Regions from separate parts of the Mus musculus genome. Here region 1 is linked to region 2. Evidence: chromatin contacts called from public promoter capture Hi-C data. All regions are on one chromosome and are shown on one strand. The core of a region is the stretch at or near the end of the contact, and the rest is flanking DNA. Distances in the headings are between cores, read along the strand shown.

Evidence for each region. Capture Hi-C pulls out chosen DNA fragments and counts their contacts.
Region 1: a contact with region 2 is called in a promoter capture Hi-C map of liver, with 4 times the contacts expected there. The contact joins the promoter of Mindy3 here to the promoter of Atp5c1 in region 2. A contact is called at or near these places in 2 of 39 promoter capture datasets (liver and pre-B cells) and 2 of 9 other capture datasets (adipose tissue and liver).

What each region holds. Positions count from the first base shown.
Region 1 is chr2:12,417,759-12,421,396 of GRCm38.p6, forward strand. It overlaps Mindy3 (MINDY lysine 48 deubiquitinase 3), which reads right to left and starts at 1,702. Exons shown (of 15, transcript NM_024185.4): 1 at 1,401-1,702. The coding sequence starts at 1,494.
Region 2 is chr2:10,078,635-10,082,253 of GRCm38.p6, forward strand. Atp5c1 (ATP synthase, H+ transporting, mitochondrial F1 complex, gamma polypeptide 1) reads right to left here and starts at 1,876. Exons shown (of 10, transcript NM_020615.4): 1 at 1,714-1,876. The coding sequence starts at 1,769. Kin (Kin17 DNA and RNA binding protein) reads left to right here and starts at 1,978. Exons shown (of 5, transcript NM_025280.2): 1 at 1,978-2,110. The coding sequence starts at 1,997.

The DNA.
Region 1 (3,638 bases), core at 452-2,951, 2.3 Mb after region 2:
CCGAAGACTGAGGTTACAGCTGTCAATTCAATGCAGTTATCGACCACAAAAATCAAGCCACTTTACTAATGCAGGAAGTCCGTGCCCTATGACTACTCCCATAATCCCAAAAGACTATCGACAGCAACATTTATCACTGCCCTCTAAGAGTAGCTCTGAGCATCATTAGACTAGCAGAGGAAGGGCTGTGATCCATATTCCTTTAAAGAATGTAACCAACAATATCAGATGCCATCACAAAATCAGGGATACTTGAAGACAAGGGAACAATCTAGCAGCAAGCAACACTGTGTTTCCATTCAGAGCACCACACCTAACCACATTAATTACAACATGAAACTGCTTTCCCGTATTACTCACCTAGATCTCCACCCTCCCACCACCCATCCAAAAAACATTCCAAACACTGACGATAACTTAAAGCTCACTCGAAGGCTGGAGATGTAATGATCTTAACAGTGGCACCCTCTTTGTATCACACATTGCAGTCCCAGGGCCCCTCCCCTTTCACTCCTGCAGCAGGTTAGCCCAGAGTGGCAGAGGCACTTGCGTTCTTTGGTAAACACTCTCTCACTCAAACTCTTCCTCATCAAAAGCCATTTAGAGCAATGGTTCTCAACCTGTGGGTCGCGACCCCCTGGGAGTCGCATATTAGATATTTATATTACTACGTAACCGTAGCAAAATTACAGTTATGAAGTACTTTTATACAAAATACTTTTATAATTAGGGGTTACCACAACATGAGGAGCTGCATAAAAGGGTCACAACATTAGGATGGCTGAGAACCACTAATTGGAGCAGGGGTACTAGCTCTGGGTATCCAACAGGCCAGAGCAATGGCAATAGAACCTAACACAGAGTACCCGAGGTGTCTGAGCCGGGTTATTGGAATCAAGTCCGGGATCTAGAACTGAGCGCAGAGTCCCGAAAGTGGTCAGAGCAGGGGTACTGGGATCAAACTCTGTAGGAAAGAGTGCGAGTACCGGAAGATTAGAGTTGTACTAGTACCAAGCGCCGGTACAGGGAAAGAAAGCGAGTGCGGGAAGCCGAGCAGCCGCAGCTGGGGTACTGGGACCAAGGGCTGGTACGGGGAAAGAGTGCGGATACTAGAGGGACTGAAGCCGGGATACTAAGCGCGAGCACAGGGAAGGAGTGAGGGGACCGGAGGGGCTGGAGCTACTGGGACAGAACGCGGGTGCCCCGAGTGCCTAAAGCGTGGTTACTGGGACCAAGCACGGGTACTGGTGAAGAATGGGCATTGGGGCCAAGCGCCAGGTACCCGAGGTGATGGGGTCGGGGCGAGATGGTGGAGCGGGGGTAATGGGACCGAAAGAGGCGTCCTGGCCCGACTCCCGGAGCCCAAGCTGAGCGGCTGGAACGGAGCCCTGCCTTGGTACCTTGCGTCCAGCGGCAGAAGATGGTGTCCGACAGTCCGGGACTGCTCTTGGTGCCCCACACCAGCTCCAGCAGCTCTTTGGTCACTTCGGACATGATGGGAACTGGACAAGAAGTGGGTCTTTGCTTCTCGGACTCCGGTCCCGGAACATAGGGAAGGGGAGGCTCGAGAAAAGGGCAGCGGGACGGCAGCGGTCGGACGCGAACGGGAGGTCGAGATGGGTGAGGGCAGCACACTGCCGGCACAGACCGCCTGTCAAGCCGGGCGAAGCGGCAACTAGGAGTTTCCCCTGCCGGAAGCGGCCTGACTTCCGGCTTCCTTTAGCCCCGCCCCCGCGGAGGGCTGGGAGAAAAAAAAAAAATCTCTTCCCCGGAAGCAGAAGTGGAGAGAGAGTCTCTAAACGCTAGGAGACTTTGGCTTTTTTTGGGAGCTGTCCTGTTTGGGGATAGTTGGACTATTGACTTTTGCACTGCCCTACCAGGGGGCTGAGACCTCCTCTCCTGGACTCTGCTCTACTTTTTTTCTTAACCTTTTTTAAAAAATTGATTTCTGCTCTACTTTTGTAGCAGGCTTTGAGGCTTTTGCTGTTACCTGGTCCTTGAAATCTAGAATATTATGTAAGCTAGAATTATAAGAGGATGGGCTATACCCTTGAGTTGAAAGTTGCCTTCCTCAGTCTCTTGATAAACCTTAAAAAAAAAAAAATCCAACCAAGTCATTAGCTAGTTACACCTGTAAATGCATTTGTGTATTTAAAATACCTCTACAGGTATAACACATTACAAAGCTAACTGGGGCTAAGCTGACCTAAACCAACCAATTGATAAATAGCACAGATTTCATATCGAAATTTTAAGGCCCCTATGTTGGCAGTACTTGGGATTAAAGACCCAGGTTTTATTCAAGGATTAACATTCCATTATACTTAGTATGAAAACTATTTGTGGCATTTAAAAAAGAATTTTCATTGGTTGGCTTTGACAATTAGGAATGGAAAGGGCAAATGTGCATTATAAAAGTTTGTGGACATTGGGGTGTTTGTTTGCTTATTTGTTTCTGGAATGCAGTATTTCATACTTATTTGGAAGTCGGACTCTGAGTCATGAAAACCCCAGACTCTTCCATGCTGAATATCAAGTTAGCTTCACTCCACCTTTGATTGTTGTTCCCTAAATTAGTAATTGCCATACACTTATCACCATTACACATATTGTGAGGTATAAAAGAAAAAAAATGTGTAAAAGGATCCAGGTCCTTTCTGGCATATGGAATATATTCACAAAACAAGGGATATTTTATTCATTAAGATATTTTGTGGCAATTTGATGCAACACCAATGACTCACATTTTAGGCACCTTGCTATTTAATATAGTAATTTTTCAAGACACATAGTTTGCTGATTTCAAAATACAGATATCTTATCTTGTTCCACGTTAACTAGTTAAGATAAATGAACTCATTTTAAATCACCCAGTTTGAAAACAAGGGTTTCCTAATGTATAGTTTTTTTAAAGCATTCTTCCCTGTAGTACCAGGGGATTGCTAAAAATACCTGTTGTGACCACGGCCTTCCTCATGAGTTTTTAAAAATGTCTCTTGTATTCTCTATATTATTTTTTAAAAAATTACATTCATGCCAGGCATGATGGCACACACCTTTAATCCCAGCACTTAGGAGGCAGAGGCAGATGGATTTCTGAGTTCAAGACCAGCCTGGTCTACAAAGTGAGTTCCAGGGCAGCCAGGGCTATACAGAGAAACCCTGTCTCAAAAAAAAAAAAAAAAATTACATTTATTTATTTGTGTGTGTGTCTGTGTGTGTGTGTCTGTGTGTGTGTGTGTGTGTGTGTGTGTGTGTGTGTGTGTGTGTGTGTAAACACACTTGCACATATGGGTTTTTGCATAGCATGGCACACATGTAGTATAAGAGGAAAACCTGAGGTAATGGGGTCTTTCATTCCTGAGGATGGAAGGCATGTTTCAGGCTAGGCATCAAACTCATTAATCTGTTTTATGTGTTAATCTACTAATGTGCTATTTTATTGGTCCTAGAGTTTTCTTTAACCTAATTTTATACAGTGAATCTTAGCTATTTTATAAGACAGAATATGCATGTTATTTTACATAAAGCTTTCTTCAGTCATTACAGTCTAAACCAACAATAACTTGTGAAATTTCACAGTACTTCATCTGTAACTCTCTATGACCATGGTATCCTTACAATTGCAGAGAGTTATT
Region 2 (3,619 bases), core at 626-3,125:
GAAGACTTCAAGTCGGTAGAGGAAGGAGTTAGACTTGATGCCTATGAACGAATCAGCAGTCTGGAAGGAATGCTGGGAGTGTGTGATGCTACATAGTGTAGAGTTAAGGAAAACACCCAACTAGCTAACTAGTGAACACCTAACCAGCTAATACCTAGCTAACTCTCAAGAAAACATTGGAAGCGTATCAAATTCTGACAGTGGCCTCACTACACTTGACAAAAGAATAGTCTTTTCACACATTGTATACACAAACACGGGAGACAGCTGATGTTTGCTGAGGACCACTGGATGCCAACAAAGACCCTTCACATCTTATCACCTAAGAAGTGCCAACTGGTGCAGGGCAGGCACTCCACAAATATCTACTGGCTGAAGGAGACACAACTGAGAATGCAACTGTTATTGACCTCCATATAAGTAACTCAAGCTGACTTCCAAGGTTAATCTAACAACATCTGAACGAACACACACACACACACACACACACACACACACACACATTCTCTGGAACTCCTTTTGCAGACTAGGCTGGCCCAGAACTCAGACACCCACCTGCCTCTGCATCCTGAGTTGCTGAGATCAAAGGTGTGCACCACCAACATTCTTCCAATACATAGTTCATATCTATCGTATTTAATTGCCTCACTACTTTGGAGTCTTAGCATATTGCTACAAATTCTTTGCTTAATGAAAGAACTATTTCAACTAGTTCTTGGCAGTTCTCTAACCTAGGTTACAAAACCCTAGTTCAGTGCTGGAGCGCCTTAATAATCCTCTGTACCATAAAAACAAGGAACCACTAAAACACTGTCCACAGTTAACAATCTCCTTAGCACCAGTTCTTCTAGCAGTCTAGCTTCAAAGTAGTTCATGTTATTATACAACGTCACCCATAAGTCACGTTTTACCTGACCTTCCCTGGGCATTCTAATATACAACTATTTTATTTTGCACAGAGGATTAGTATTTAAAGTCGCCCAACCTTATGGTATCCCTTTATCAAATGGAGGCTAACAAATGTAACTGTATTAAGGCCTCCTCCTCCTACCGAGGGACCTTGGGACAGTTTTATGACCTTGCAGAGATTGTACTTCAACACGAGGGCATGATGACAATGGCAATGTCTTTCTCTTCCTCATCGGCAGATTTTTTTAAACCCCTTTAGCACCAAGGCGACCAGCAGGTTCAGGCGGGGGCTGATTTTGAGTTCCTTCGTTTCTCCAGTACCCAGCAAAGAGTCGGATGGCTACACAGTGAATGCCTTACCAAAGAGCTCAAGCAAGCCATCACACCTTAAAGGGTCACGCTGCTCCCCCGTGCAGTGTTTCACAGGGCTTCAAAGCCAAAAGTTACAACCAAACGTTCCCCGGTCGCCCCTTCACCTTCAGGGCCTTTCTAAAGACTTTGCAAGCTGTGCTCCCGGGTACGGAGCGGAAGTACGGAGTTGATCGAAACCCAGATGGCTCCAAAGCTCAACCCGAATCCCGTCCGGGTCCCGAGGTCCCGGATGGCCGTTCCAGTCTCAGGGGATCAGACCGTGACCTTGTTCTCTTTGACCCCTACCAGGGGTCCGGCACGCAACCTTCCAGCTCTGCAGACATCCCCGCGGCCTGAGCTGGGGCCTTCTTCCGCCAGGAGTGAGCATGCAGCTCCATCCCTCCTGCCTCGCAGCAAGCCCGAGCCCCCGCATCCCTCCCGATGTGGTCCTACCATTGCGGCTGCACGGCGCAGGCCGACAGCCCGACAACGCTCGCCCGCGAGAACATGGTGGAGCCTTGAAGGTCGGGCAGACGGGACTCAGTGCGCGTGCGCGGGAGCTCAGGCGCCCCGGCCCGCTCCGCCTGCGTCCTCGGTCTCGCTAAATCTCGTGAGCGCCGAAGCCGCGAGTTCCCTGGCCCCACCCATTTCCTGCTGTCAATTTCGGTCCCGCCTGTCCCCGCGCTGAGCCAGTTCCGCTTCCGACCGCTTTGTAGTTGTAGCGCTCAGGGTCGCCATGGGCAAGTCGGATTTTCTGAGCCCCAAGGCCATCGCCAATAGAATTAAGTCCAAAGGGCTCCAGAAGCTTCGCTGGTACTGCCAGATGTGCCAAAAGCAATGCCGCGACGAGGTAAGTGACTCAGGCTGGCCGCGACCCCTCCCTCGGCTTGGAGCCCTCTCCGGCGCAGTCTTCCCCAGCTCGGCGCGAAGCCCTCCAGCTCCACGAGAAGTGGTCGCAGACAAGCACTCACTGATCGCTTACAATCGCTAGGCTGAGCACTGAGGTTTTACATTTAGACTTCCCTGGTGGGGTCGGTCGGTCAAGACGAGGAACTCAAGTTGCTCCGCTTAATAGTGACATGGGCTTGGCCACTACTGGTAAAGTAGAGGTAATAGTTGTACCCACCGGCAAGATTGTCGCCGAGTTTTTTCATGGAGAGAAGAACTCTCCATGACATAAATGCTTCATTCCCGACTTGCTACTGCTATCCTATAGTTTCAGTATGTGGGTTCCCAAAGGTACAGGCGTGCAGTCCATCGCACCTAGGAGTGACCGCTAAGTGTTTTTCCATATTTGCTTACATCATATAGTAAATTATATAAATATATGAATATCAGTATACCTTCACCCTTGAAGACTTAATTGTGTAATCAACATAACAAGTAATCGTATTATCTTTTCAATTAATGCCAAAATGCCACCAATATAACAGAACTAATAAAAATTCTTGTACATTATCTGATACATATTTTTGTTTTAGAGACAGTATCTCAGTATGTAACTTTGGCTGGTCTGGACCTCACCAGGCTGGCCAAAAAACGAGATAGACCTGCCTCTGCTTCCCAAGTGCTGGTTGATATCAGAGATATACACCACCCTACTTTATATTAATACTTTCTTGGTAGTCTTGTGGTGGCGATGGGGACCAGAGAGGTTGTTTATTAAGCAGTGCTACAAGTTTTGTTTAATGTCTTATGTATGCCTGGCAAATGCTCTACCACTGAGCCCTCATGCACTGCGTCATATTTCTGTTATCTTATTTTGGTGTATGTGTTTATGCATGTGTGCATGCTGCACCAAACAGATACATCCATACGGAGATCAAAGGGCCACATGTAAATGGTTATTTCCTTCCAGCTTGAGGGTCCTGGGATTGAAGTCATGTTGTCACATCTGGCACCAAGCGCCTTTAGCCACTGAGCCATCTTACTGACCTTATGCCACCTTCTTAGTAAGTCATCACAGACTGAACCCAGTCCCACTGCCACTGACTGGATTGCAAAACTCTGTGCATGTTATTGTTTTTCTAAGACAGGGTTTCTCTGTGTGGCCCTGGCTGTCCTGGAACTTGCTCAGTGAACCAGGCCCAGGCTGGTTTTGAACTCATAGATATCTGTCTCTGCCTTTTTAGTGCTGGGACTAAAGGTGTGCAACGCCATTGTCCAGCTTCAAAACTCTGACTTACTTACACTCATTTCTTTCTTATTTATTGTTTCTTTTGTTTTTTGCGATAGGGTTTCTCAGTGTAGCCCTGGCTGTCATGGAACTCTCTCTGTAGACCAGGCTGGCCTCGACCTTCCAAATGCTGGGATTAATGGTGTGCTCCATCACCACTCAGCTCAGTTCTTTTTTTTTTTT